Linked DNA regions of Mus musculus: all the other regions are linked to region 1. The links are chromatin contacts, called in public HiChIP or PLAC-seq and promoter capture Hi-C maps. All regions are on one chromosome and are shown on one strand. Each heading gives the region's core, a stretch centred on a gene start, on an enhancer-like site or on the middle of the called end of the contact. The rest is flanking DNA. Distances are from core to core; before and after follow the strand shown. Region 1 holds the start of Galnt17 (polypeptide N-acetylgalactosaminyltransferase 17). Region 2 overlaps Galnt17 (polypeptide N-acetylgalactosaminyltransferase 17). Region 3 overlaps Galnt17 (polypeptide N-acetylgalactosaminyltransferase 17).

Evidence for each region. Promoter capture Hi-C pulls out the DNA fragments that hold promoters and counts their contacts. HiChIP or PLAC-seq counts read pairs in DNA pulled down with a chosen protein or histone mark.
Region 2: a contact with region 1 is called in an H3K4me3 HiChIP or PLAC-seq map of embryonic forebrain, with 6 times the contacts expected there. The contact joins the enhancer-like site here to the promoter of Galnt17 in region 1. A contact is called at or near these places in 3 of 39 promoter capture datasets (embryonic stem cells, hippocampal neurons and second pharyngeal arch cranial neural crest), 3 of 484 Hi-C or Micro-C datasets (all in uterus), 7 of 115 datasets of contacts at active chromatin or transcription factors (VIP interneurons, embryonic forebrain, embryonic midbrain and 4 more) and 3 of 9 other capture datasets (adipose tissue, embryonic stem cells and liver).
Region 3: a promoter capture Hi-C map of hippocampal neurons shows a contact between it and region 1, with 4 times the contacts expected there. The contact joins the enhancer-like site here to the promoter of Galnt17 in region 1. A contact is called at or near these places in 5 of 39 promoter capture datasets (embryonic stem cells, hippocampal neurons and stem cell-derived epiblast-like cells), 11 of 484 Hi-C or Micro-C datasets (cerebellar granule neurons, cerebellum, cerebral cortex and 5 more), 11 of 115 datasets of contacts at active chromatin or transcription factors (VIP interneurons, embryonic basal ganglia, embryonic forebrain and 7 more) and 4 of 9 other capture datasets (adipose tissue, embryonic stem cells, liver and 1 more).

What each region holds. Positions count from the first base shown.
Region 1 is chr5:131,305,408-131,309,322 of GRCm38.p6, reverse strand. Galnt17 (polypeptide N-acetylgalactosaminyltransferase 17) reads left to right here and starts at 1,801. Exons shown (of 11, transcript NM_145218.3): 1 at 1,801-2,960. The coding sequence starts at 2,723.
Region 2 is chr5:130,936,360-130,940,274 of GRCm38.p6, reverse strand. All of the region lies in intron 6 of Galnt17 (polypeptide N-acetylgalactosaminyltransferase 17), which reads left to right. Among named protein-coding and RNA genes, the nearest start is that of Gm40337, 83 kb to the right of the region's middle. Within about 2 kb of position 1,849, at least 62 of the 459 cell types and tissues checked have an H3K27ac peak or open chromatin away from gene starts, as enhancers often do. A contact at or near this core is called in VIP interneurons, embryonic forebrain, forebrain and 2 more, where this site is marked.
Region 3 is chr5:131,022,766-131,026,680 of GRCm38.p6, reverse strand. All of the region lies in intron 5 of Galnt17 (polypeptide N-acetylgalactosaminyltransferase 17), which reads left to right. Among named protein-coding and RNA genes, the nearest start is that of Gm40338, 60 kb to the left of the region's middle. Within about 2 kb of position 1,965, at least 16 of the 459 cell types and tissues checked have an H3K27ac peak or open chromatin away from gene starts, as enhancers often do. A contact at or near this core is called in VIP interneurons, hippocampal neurons and olfactory sensory neurons, where this site is marked.

The DNA of each region.
Region 1 (3,915 bases), core at 552-3,051:
GCCTCAGATTGTCCATAGCAGTTGACTGTGATTTGTCTCGTGTTCTAGCAGGGGCGTGGTTTTGACAGCTGCAGGTAGTTTTTGTGACTGTATGATGTTTGGAATTCTGGGGACTTTTCCTGTGTCACTCAGACCTCTGAGTAGCAGACTTGACACCCACACCACCAAGCCTGGCTCTCCATGTCCTTTTTTTTTTTTTTTTTTTTTAGTGAAAAACTGTAAAGGTGCTTGCTGTTAATTGTGTAAAACACCAAGGACAACAAAGGAAAACGAACTCCCTCCCCCCCCCCCAAGCCCCCAAACAACAATACCTTTATTGAAATGAGGGCCAGGCTTGGTGGCTAGGACTGCAATCCTAGTATTTGGGAGGTGAAGTTAAGAGATCAGGAATCATCAGTTAGGGGCTAACTAGCCTAGGCTAACTGAGATGGCATAAACAAAGGAACACTAAAATCTCCATCAAGGTCCAAACAAACAAAAGCAAACAAGAAAACACTTCGTTCCCTTTTAAAAGAAACCCAACCAATCTAACCTGGAACTTACTTTATAGACAAGGATGCTTGTGAGTCTCTGATCTTCCTGCCTCTACCTTCCAAGTGCTGGGATTATAGGCTTGCCACCAGCAAGCCTGGCTGTGAAGAGCTGGAGGTGGGGGGTGGGGTGGGAATATCCAGTTGAGGTCTAGGCAAGCACTCAACTTCAGCTCAACAGCTTAACTACATCCCATCTCCAAACCCCCAAACCCGAACATGCCCCCTGAACCGCCCCCCTTCCATGCTCCAACCAAAAGCTTAAATCTAAGTCAACCAAACAAAACTAACCAATGAACAACAGCAACAAACTTTAATCGGATGGGAAGAATGAAGTGGGAGTCCCTGAATTCACTCAGCTGATTCTTATCTGCTGGCAGTCTGGTTTCTTTCTCTGGCCTAAGCAATTAAAAAAAAAAAAAAATTAGAGGGCAGGTTTGGATTCCAGTCTTTGGAACTCCTGGGTCTCAGGAAAAGAAGTAGGTTGTGGAGACCCATCAGGGCCATAAATCCAAGTGCATGGCACCAAAATAAGAGTTTACAGAGTAGGGGCAAGCACAGAAGCACCAACTAAGATGGTCAGAACTCTCCCAGGGCTCAAGCAAGAAGGACACAGGGCCTTGCTCTGAAAGTAGCGGAATCCGAGTCTCCAGGCCAGATTTTCCCTCTAGCCATTCCGGGCCAAGCTAAGCAGAGCAGCTAAGCCAAGAGAAAGGGATGTCTTCCTCGTCTGCCGGGATGGAACAAACCCGGCTGCTTAGAGAGCGCTGAGAACCCCAAGGGTCCCTCACAGCCCTTAGCAGCCAACAGGACATGACTGCTCTTGGTCCGGCGCGCTCCCCGCTCTCTCCAGACACCCCCACCCTTTCCGGGTGCGCGCGCAAGAGTGGGCCAGCTTCCCCTAGCTGTGCGCTCCGCAGCCTGCGGGTGGCAGCGGCGTTGGCGACTGGCTCTCAGGGAAGAGGGTGACCAAGGGACCGCGAAGGAGGAGTCGGCGCCGCAGCCGCTCCCCTCGGGACCGCGCCCCGCCTTCCGTCGCCACCTGAGCATCCCCTCTTGGCTCCCAGCTGCTCCAATCTATCCCACCATTCCCTCTAGGGGACCGTGTGTACTCTTAGTGCCGCAGCCGCGGTGTCATTGCATCCGGTGATCGGGACACTCGGATCTTGGTTCCCTTGGGGGCTTGGGACGAGCTGCACGGGCCGTGGTGACAGGCTGCGGGGGCGCCAGCGCGCATCCCTCCCCCGCGACATTTAGAAAGGCGTGTAGACAACTGGTGTGACTTTGGAGGTCCGACTCCTCCTTCCGGCCAGCCTCGCAACGCGCCACCTCCCGAGACAAGCCAGTGTGTCCGGCAGGCCCCGGAGGCTCGTGTAGGGACTTGGAACGTGTCCGGGAACCCGTGGCGCTGTGCGCACTGGTGAGTTTTGCGGGCGGGGTGGGGGCGGAGAGGACGTCGCGCTGGGTCCCTGCTCCCGCCCCTTTCCTGCTGTCCCCCCCTCCACTTTGAGAGAGTCATTGAGATTTGAGCGTGACTGCGGAGCCTGGAGGATGCAGGCACGGGGCGCGGGGTTTTCCTCTTCTCAGAGTGATGGAGAGAGCCGGTGAGCTGAACAAAGACACCCGCCCTGAGGAGCGGGTCCTTTGCTGAAGAACTCTATTTTCGCCCTGCGACGGCCGCCTGCGGGCGAGAGTGTCGGCCGCGCAACTCCAGGAGTGGCGCGCTCTTCCGCCGGCGGGCGCAGAGCTGGAGCCCGGCACCTGCGCGCCACTCCCGCCACATCCCCAGAGCATTCCGACTACCAAAGGATTGTTCCTGAAGGTCTACGTCTGCGGAGGAGGTCCAAAGTCTAAAGGCAACCTGTTTGCTGTTCTACAGGGAGAGACCCTGGGACCTTTATCTTTTGCTGTCTTGTAGAAGGGACTGCGTGCTGTGGACGGAGCAGGCATTTCAGAGACACTTTTGCAAGCCAGGGGCTTCCATGTGAGAGATCAGCCGCGTCCTTCCAGTGGTTACTGGCGCCAGAGAATCGGCGTTTTGTGGTCAACAGCAGCTGGGACCCCCAGCCCTTTGCCCCCTCCCTCGGCCATTGTTCGGTGTGTGGGGTCTACTCCGTCTCAGGCTGCCCTGCGCCTCGCAGGTGAGGCTGGTAGAGGCGTGGGTCCAGGGAAAGGACCGGCCGTGTTGTTTGATGGCTTCACTGAGGAGAGTCAAAGTGTTGTTGGTGTTGAACTTGATCGCGGTGGCCGGCTTCGTGATCTTTTTGGCTAAGTGTCGGCCTATCGCGGTGCGCAGCGGAGACGCCTTCCACGAGATCCGGCCTCGCGCAGAGGTGGCCAACCTCAGCGCGCACAGCGCCAGCCCCATCCAGGATGCGGTCCTGAAGCGCTTGTCGCTGCTGGAGGACATCGTCTACAGGCAGCTTAATGGTAAGGACGTGCCCTGCCGCCTGTGGGTCGTGGTGCAAGCAGGGCACAGGGTGATCTCCCTGGCTCTCTGTATCCTAAGCTGACATCTGAACCAGCCCGATCTCTCTCTTCCATCCCTGCCCTGTGCCTGGGACTATTGTAGAAACCACCACCGGATTCTTTTTCATGATATACTGCAGCTGGAAGTTTGGTCTTCCTCTAGAAACCTGCCACTACAGTCGACTCTTGGTCTCTGCTCGTGACTCCAGCTTAGAACATACTGCAGACTGGGAACCTCTAGAAAGGAAATAGCTGTCAGTTCATGGTGTTTGATGGAGGAGCTGGTAGGGAAGTGGGTGTCATGGCTTGCAAAGTGAGGGCTCGAGTAAATACATTATTCCTTTAGGTTGATTGCATCACTAAGAATGCAGACTCTTTCCTCCCCACTGCCTGGGTGCAAGGTGGTCTATTAACAACCAGTCTACTCCCGAACCTCGTGGCAATCGAGGGTCAAGTTCTTAGTGGGTCTGGGAAGCAGGGGTTTGTTCACAAAGTTAAGCCAAACAAGGAGGCTTGGCATTCAGGTTTGTAGCTTTTTCCAGAACTTGTCTCACCTAAACTATTCTAAATGAGTTGCCATAGAAGAGCGTGTGTGTGTGTGTGTGTGTGTGTGTGTGTGTGTGTGTGTGTGTGTGTGTGTGTTGATATATTGCTTCCACCTGGCTCAAGAGACTGATGGTTCCTGGATGCTTGCTGTCTTCACAGTGTCACGTAGTCTAATATAAAGAAGACATAGTGATTACTGAAGTCTGGCTTTCTGTTCCCAACCTCCTGCATGTTACCAGGGCCTGGAGCTGCCAGCTGTTGTCACGACTGCTAATAAGTCAGTCGTTGCTGTGTGCTAGAGGAGCATTACAAGAGCCACGCGTGCATGGTGGGACATAACCATTAGTCCTTGGAGGTTCTGGCCCCTCCC
Region 2 (3,915 bases), core at 600-3,099, 370 kb after region 1:
GTGTTTCGAACATGTGAGCCTAAAGGAGACGTTTCACATTCAAACCACCACACACACCAGCACACCCATATCCAGCCACATCTTGGCTTTTAATTGTTTACCCCACCTTTCTGTGGAAGTAATCAAGCCAAAGACCTGTTCTGAGGAGATGTGAAGAAATGTCTGTCCGCCCTAGACAGGGTGCAGACATGAACAACAGAAACAAGTATTTCCAACCAGGGGCAAGTTGGTGAAACAATGAATTTAACTGGAGTTACCCTTCTGAAGTTAAGTGCATATAAAAATAATCTGTTGATGCTCTGGGCTGACCTCTTCATAGTCTGCGTGTGTGTCTGCATATGTGTGCATGTGCGTGTGTGTGTGTGTGTGTATGCGTGTGTGTATGCACATGTGTGTTTGTGTGTTCATTTTGCTTTTTCTTTCTTTTTCTTTTTTTTACTTCTTAGTATGAATGGCTGACCTGGCCTTCAGCATCATGCCCTTCATACATTTATTCAAATTAATTTTTTTTCATTTTGAATCAAAGGAATTCACAGAGATGAGAGTGTGGTATAGCAAGCCATTGTGTAGATGTTCAGCTAAAGCATGGGCTCTTTAGCGTACTGGCTAAATGAAAGGTACTGTTGTATTAATACATTTAATTTGACATAATTACTTGGCACAATGAGAACCTGAAGTGATCTATTCCTTCCAGAACATTCATTACCCCCACTGTGACAGACAGTGAGAACATGCATCCCTGCAACCGTTTCCTTTGGGAAGGAAAGGACATTTGGGCTGTAACATTGACGGAAAACCAGGATAATTTTCCTCTGAGATTCCTTTGTTCCCTTTCCCCTGAGCTTCTTCATCCCACCCATGTAGATGTCAGCTGGGTTGGGGGAGACCTTCTGCCTAGCTGTGCAGCATGCTCTTGGTTTGCCAGTCCCTGGGAATGGCAAGCACTTCTTTTTCTAGGTCAGGGAATAAAAATTCTAATCCCAAGCTATCAGGTCCTTAGGTGTGAACAGATCCTCCCCTGGGAGTCCCAGCCTGAAGGTGGGTCACTCTGGCCATTCCACTCCCCTGTCCCTAGACTATGGTAGCCCCTGCCGATGCTGGGAGGCCTGGCTTTGAATCCAAGCCAACCTTGGTTGCTGGTTCCAATTAAAAAGCAATTGCATTCCCAGCAGTTCAAGACTGCAGCCAAAAATACAGCCTGTTCAGAAAAAAAAAAAGCCTGGTCTTTTTTGAGAAGCACTTACTCCACAAAAGGGCTAGATGCTGCTCATGACAGCCAGTGACAACACAGTCAAGTGTGGCACAAATTTAGACGTTCAAAGATGAAACCAAAAAGGAGCCAGTTTGCCCTGGATTATCTGGTGACAGCAGTGAGATTTTCTGTTGGTTTTTGTGTTCTCTCTCTCTCTCTCTCTCTCTCTCTCTCTCTCCCTCCCTCCCTCCCTCCCTCCCTCCCTCCCTCCCTCTCACTCCCTCCTTCCCTCCCTCCCTCCCTCTTTCCCTCTCTTTCCTACCACATTTATTAGAGGATAAACAAGAGCTGACCTTTTGTCAGGCAGCAAGGAACCAGAACGATTGCATTAAGGAAATCAAAGGCGAGAAGGTCAGAGGGTCACCATTAACCACACTGGGGAGCTGTCATCCGTGGCTGCCTCAGCCAAGTGGGCATCCATCTCTCCAGGAGTGGTCAGTCTGTACTCCCTGGGAGGGCCAATAAGCAGGCAGAGCTGGGGGGGGGGGGTGGACGACAACGACTGCAGACCACATGTTCAGCTTTCTCCACAAGTGGGATGGTGGTGCCTCTGTCCTAAAAGGCTGTTGGGTATAAAAGCTCATCCACTCGGAAGGAAGTTAAGAACCCCCTAACTAGATGTGCATGCCTGCGGGCCTGCCTGTGAGCTCAGCATGTGGGAGGTGGAAGCAGATGGATTGTGAGTTCCATGTAAGCCTGGGGTACTCAGAAAGACTGTTCCAAAAGGAGAGGGGAAGAGGAGGGGGAGGGAGGCAGAAGAGGGGGAGGAGGAAGAAGAGGAGGAGAGAGAAGGCAAACAGGAGAACCAGACAAAGGAAACAAAGAGGGAGGGTCCGCCAGAGGAGGAGGAAGCAGAGGTCTGTCTAGCTTGTCTCAACTGGTTGATGCTCCAAGTTTTCCTTGAGAGTTTTATTTTCTTTTTTAAAATGTTAGCTATTTTGATTTTGATTTATGTGTATACATGTGTATTCTACCCGGTACCTGGAGAGGCCAGAAGAAAGTATCAGAACCCCCTGGGGCTGTTTTTCCAGGCTGTTGTAAGCAACCCAATGTGGTTACTGGAAACTGATCTTGGGTGCTTGTATGAGCAGCAAGTGCTTTGAACCACTGAGCCATCTCGCTTCTCAAGACTCTGATTTTTCATGTAAGTAATCTGGGGTTTTTATGATAAGACCATTCAACTATATCACCCACAAAGCTAGGATTTCCAAACACAGATCATCTTGTAACCCATAATTTGGGAATGTGACTCAGATTAAAGTCGATCAACCCATTTCCGGTAGGAAGGATGTTGAACCTGGGCTTGGGCATGGTTGACACACCTGCAATCTCAGTACAGTGGATGTAAAAGCAGGATTATGACTTAGACTGGGCTCCAGGAGACCTTGTCTAAAATTGTCAACAACAAAAGAAGAATGAAAGGAAGGTTTTTGTTGTTGTTGTTCATTTTTTTTCCCCTGTTTGAGACAGAATCTGACTGTCTTAGGGTTTTATTGCTGTGAGCAGACACCATGTCCAAGGCAACTCTTATAAACGACAACATTTAATTGGGACTGACTTACAGTTTCACAGGTTCAGTCCATTATCATCATGGCGGGAAAGCATGGCAGCATGCAGGCAGACACGGTGGTGGAGAAGGCTACATCTTGATCCAGAGGCAGTCAGGAGACTGTCTTTTGCAGGCAGCCAGGAGGAAGGTCTCTCTTCTACACTGAACCCTGGGAGCCCTCAAAGCCCGCCTACACAGTGACACACTTCCTCCAGTGAGGCCACACCTCCTAATAGTGCCATTTCCCATGGGCCATGCATATTCAAACCACCACATTGACTATGTAGCCCTTGCTATCCTGGTACTTAATATGTAGTCCAGGCTGGTCTCAAACTCACATAGATCAGCCTGCTTTTGCCTCATGAGAGTGGTAATCAAAGGTGTGCACCGCCATGCCTAGCAAGAAGAAAGAAAAGAATAAATGAGTGAAGGATTTATTTTGGCTCAGTTTCAGAGGTCCAGTTCATGGTGAGGATGGCTCCCAAGTGCATGGGTAGAACCTTGTAGTTGTAGAACATATGCTGGAGTCCTTTCTTTACTTCTTAGCAGAGAGGAAGCAGAGAAGTGAAGATAGATGGAGGAGCCAGGGCAAAATGTAACCAGAGCACATACTCTTAGTTGCCTACTTATATCTCCGGCTTACCACTACTTTCCAATAACAGCATCCCATTATAAATCCCTCAAAGAATACATTGGTTGCCTCAGAGTCCTCAGGATCTTCCATTGTCTTTGAAAGTTCCCTCCCGGTCACACCATGAAGCTGTGCTGTCCTGATCTCCTAGGTATGTTTTAGTCCAATCAAATTGACCATTCTATGTCTTGTGAAGAAGGTGCCCCACTTATCTCCAACCACCAACTTGACACAACCTAGAGTCATCTGAGATCCGAGGGGAGGCTCAGTCAAGGGAATTTTCAAGTGATGCGGATGTAGAATACTTTGCTTTGATTTTGGTCCTCTAAGGAAAAGGAGTATGGGGACCTGACAGCTTTTGTCTTTCATTCACACACTGGTTATATATATATATTTTTTTTCACAATGTCTGGACCATTTTACCCATTCGTGGGTGGGGTGGGGTGGGGGACTCAGAACTTTTCGGCAGAAAATGAGCAATTA
Region 3 (3,915 bases), core at 716-3,215, 280 kb after region 1:
TATTATATTAATGTGTAAAATTCTCAAAAGAATTGATAAAAAAATAACATATTAAAAAATAAGCTAGCGACGCACAATTTAGCAGCCTGCCCAGGGTTTGCACGGGGCAGAGCAGGAACAGAGTATCAGTCATTTGGCGGGACTTGAGAGCTTGGAAATTTACATGTTAAGGATAACATGGGTATTTACCGTCTGTGTTAGTTATTTTCATCGTCACTGAGTTAATATACTTTTTTTTTAAAAGACAAAGAAGAAAGGCTTTATTTTGGCTCACATTGTAGTCTGTCATGGCAGGGTAAGTATGGCAACAGAAAAAAATGAGGCAGTTAGTCACATTATACCCACAGCCAGGAAGCAGAGAAAGATGGATGCTGGTGCTCAGCTCACTGTCTCCTTTGTATTCAGTGTAGATGCCCCAGGGCATGGGATGGTGCTGTCCATATTCAAGAAGGGTCTTCCCAGCTAGAACCTTACTCACCAATAGTTGCCAATCAAACTATCATCCACTCTATTTGTAAGCACAGGCTGAATAAACAGTCCCTTTGTGGAAGGACCTTCCTTAGGACCTAATTTAGTTTTGAGTTTATCTATCTAGCCATCTGATAACTGTGTTGATCTTTGTGGTGATTTGAATAAGAACCCCACAGGCTCACATATTTGAATGCTTAAATAGTGCCAGGGTGTGGCACTATTTGAAAGGATTAGATGGATTAGGGTGTGGCCTTCTTGGAGGAAGTGTGTCTCTGGGGATTTCAAACCGTTGTTATGACTGCTTCGTTATGACTACCTTTGCAATCAGGAGGTTTTCATGACCAAATTATTATGCTTATGTTCTGTTCCTGTAACCCTGTCTTCCTTCATGCACTAATGTATGCTGGTATCCAAGGCCCCAGTTGGGTGTTCTAAATAATGCATCTATTTCTTCTTGACTCTGGAGGCTAGAAATTCAAGATCAAGTTATGAGGGTGTTGGTTTCTTCTGTCATCTCTTTTCATCACTTGCTATTGCTGGATTGGTTTTTTTTTTTTGTATTTTATATCGTTTTCATCATTTCTGTGTGTGCGTATGCATGCCTGTATATGTGCAGTGCCTGTGTATATGCATGCCTGTATATGCATGTGTATTTGCATGTTATGCATGTGTATGTGTATGCCTGCATGTGTGCATGTGTATAATACATACATGTGTGTGCCTGCATGTATGTGCCTGTATGTGTGCCTGTGTATGCACACACACACACACACACACACACATGCATGTTGGTCCTAACCTCCTCTTTGTTCAAGAGCACTAGTTATATTTGGTTAGTTTATTAGTCATCCTTCTGTATTTTATGTTACAGCTTTGGAGATTTTAGTGTGTGGTCATCTGGATAGATTGCTTCAGGCCTCTGGTGAATCTGAATTATCATCATAGGAGGAGGAGCATCATTTTTCTGGGGAGGAGAGAGAGGTTGGGAAAGGAGGAGAAAGGAAAAAAAGACAAAAGAGATGAAATGAGAGAGACAGAAAAAAACAGGTGGCAGAGAGTAAGGGACAACCGCCCCCCCAAGAACATACCCTAAGGACCCCACACACACCTTCAGCTTGTCCCACCTCCCATGTGTTCACCACCTTTGCAGTAGCCAATCAAATTACAAACCTGTGGATGGATGAATCATTTGTAACCTCAGAGAGTTCATGGTCCAATCAGTCATTTCCCAAAGCCTGCTTCTGGCATCATTTCATTGGGGATTAAGACCCTGGGGGACAGTTTCCATCCCAATGTAACAAATAGGATCTGCTTTAATGACCTCACTCTCATTAATTCCCATCTTCATAGACCCCTCCTCTAAATATACTTCCTCTCCAAGGGGCAAGGGACCAAGGTCTCAACATGCACATTTTCAGATGATACAATGTAGCCCATAATAACTGAGCTACAGGATGAGTCACTGTGGCCCATTGGGAACTATGCTGTTTTTCTAGAGCACAGGCAGCAGACAGCCTGCCAAGGGTGGGAGCGTCTGTTACTGCAGCCCGCACCCATTGCAATTTCTGATTCTGAAGGACAGGTTCAGGGGGACAGGCACACCATCCCATGGGTCCCACAACAAGAGGCAGCTGGAGGAGGCCAAGTGCTCTCTGTATTCATTCTACAGATGGCTGAACATCGGGGGGGGGGGGGGTAGAAGAACATCCACACTGTACCATCATTCTCCAGAAAGGGCAATTTAGGAAGTGGAAAATTCAGCATGAATCTATTTGAAAAGTGTGTTTGTGTGCGTGTGTTCATGTGCTGTGTATATACCAATGTGTGTGTATGCTGTATATATGTGTATGTACCATATATGTGTGTGCATTGTATATGTGTGTATGTGTTATGTATGTGTTTATGAACCTCATATGAGTCCTCATATGAGTGTGTGTTGTGTATATGTATGTATGTGTATATATGTGTATATGTGCCACATATGTGTATGTATTATATATGTGTATGCACCACATATGTGTTGTACATGTGAGTATACACCACTTATGTGCTTATGTTGTATATGTGTGTATGCACCATATATGTGTGTGTTGTATATGTGTGTTGGACCCCATATGCATGTATATGTGTGGGGAGGATATATATGTATGTACCATAAGTGTATATGTTGTATATGTGTGTATGCACCATATGTTGTATATGTTGTATATGTGTGTATGTACCACATATGTGTGTGTATACATACATGCATGTGGAGGTCAGAGGTTGACACTGGATGTCTTCCTTAACCCTCCACCTAATATTTTGAGATAGGGTCTCTCATTGAATCTAGAACTTGTTTATTATGTGAGGTTCACTGCCACAAGTCCCAGGGATCTTCCTGGCCCCTACCTCCCCAGTGGCAGGATTACAAGAGCACACACACCACCACATCTGGACTTTTGGCATCATGAGTCCAAGGCATCTGAATTTAAGTCATCATGCTTACCAAGTAAGCCATCCCAGCCTTACCTGGCTTTGGTCTTGCATTTAGCAGTGTGTTTTAGTCAAGACATGGTCTCTTTATGTAACCTAGGATAGCCTCTATAACACAAGTAATGAGGTTACAGGCATATGCCATCAAGTCTGGCTCTTACTTATTTTTTTTTTGTCTGTATATTTATTTTGCAATATCAAAAAGGCTATGTTGGAGGTGTAGCTGTGTGGTAGAGCACTTGCCTGGCATGTGTGAAGTTCTGAGCTCAGTCAGGAAGGGAAGGAGAGCAGGGGAGGAGAGGGCTATAAAACAAAGAAAAGGCAAAATTTAGAGAAAGTGAAGGTTTGGGGCCAATGGAATTTGGATTTCTAAGCCAGGAATTAAAATGTTAAGGTCGTGAGATTTGAGTGTAAGAGAGGAGTATCCTGCATAGGACACAGGTGAACATTCTTCAGGGCCAAGATGAACAGCATTGGTGTGTGGCAGGATCTTGCAGATGCTGAGCTGGAGGGAGCCCTGTGGTATATCTGAGAAGCAACATAGGAAGAATTATTGGGCAGAATCAGAAACCCCCAGAGACAGATGTTCTAGACGGAGTGAGATGACTACATCAGAGAGAAGAATAGTATTGAAACAGGTGACATTTAAGGTCCCCGCTCACCCTGAGATGCAATGGGCCTGTAAAAAATGCAGACGCTCCGAGTTAAGCTATCTTTGAGGACACAGTGACATTTGATGCTAAGAGCGTCTGTTGATATTTTCTTTGAAATCTACGCTGGGCCGACTCTACCTGTAAGGGTGACCCGCAGAACAGTGGGATGCTTTGTGAAGTCTCCATGGCAACTCTTTGAGCAGCAGTACACGCATCTGGAGGGTCTGGAGACAGGAAGACGGTGAAGCATTATTTTTTCATCTCCAAAGCTCACGTAACTACCGTTTGATCAAGCAGCATGGTATTCTTTCTCTCT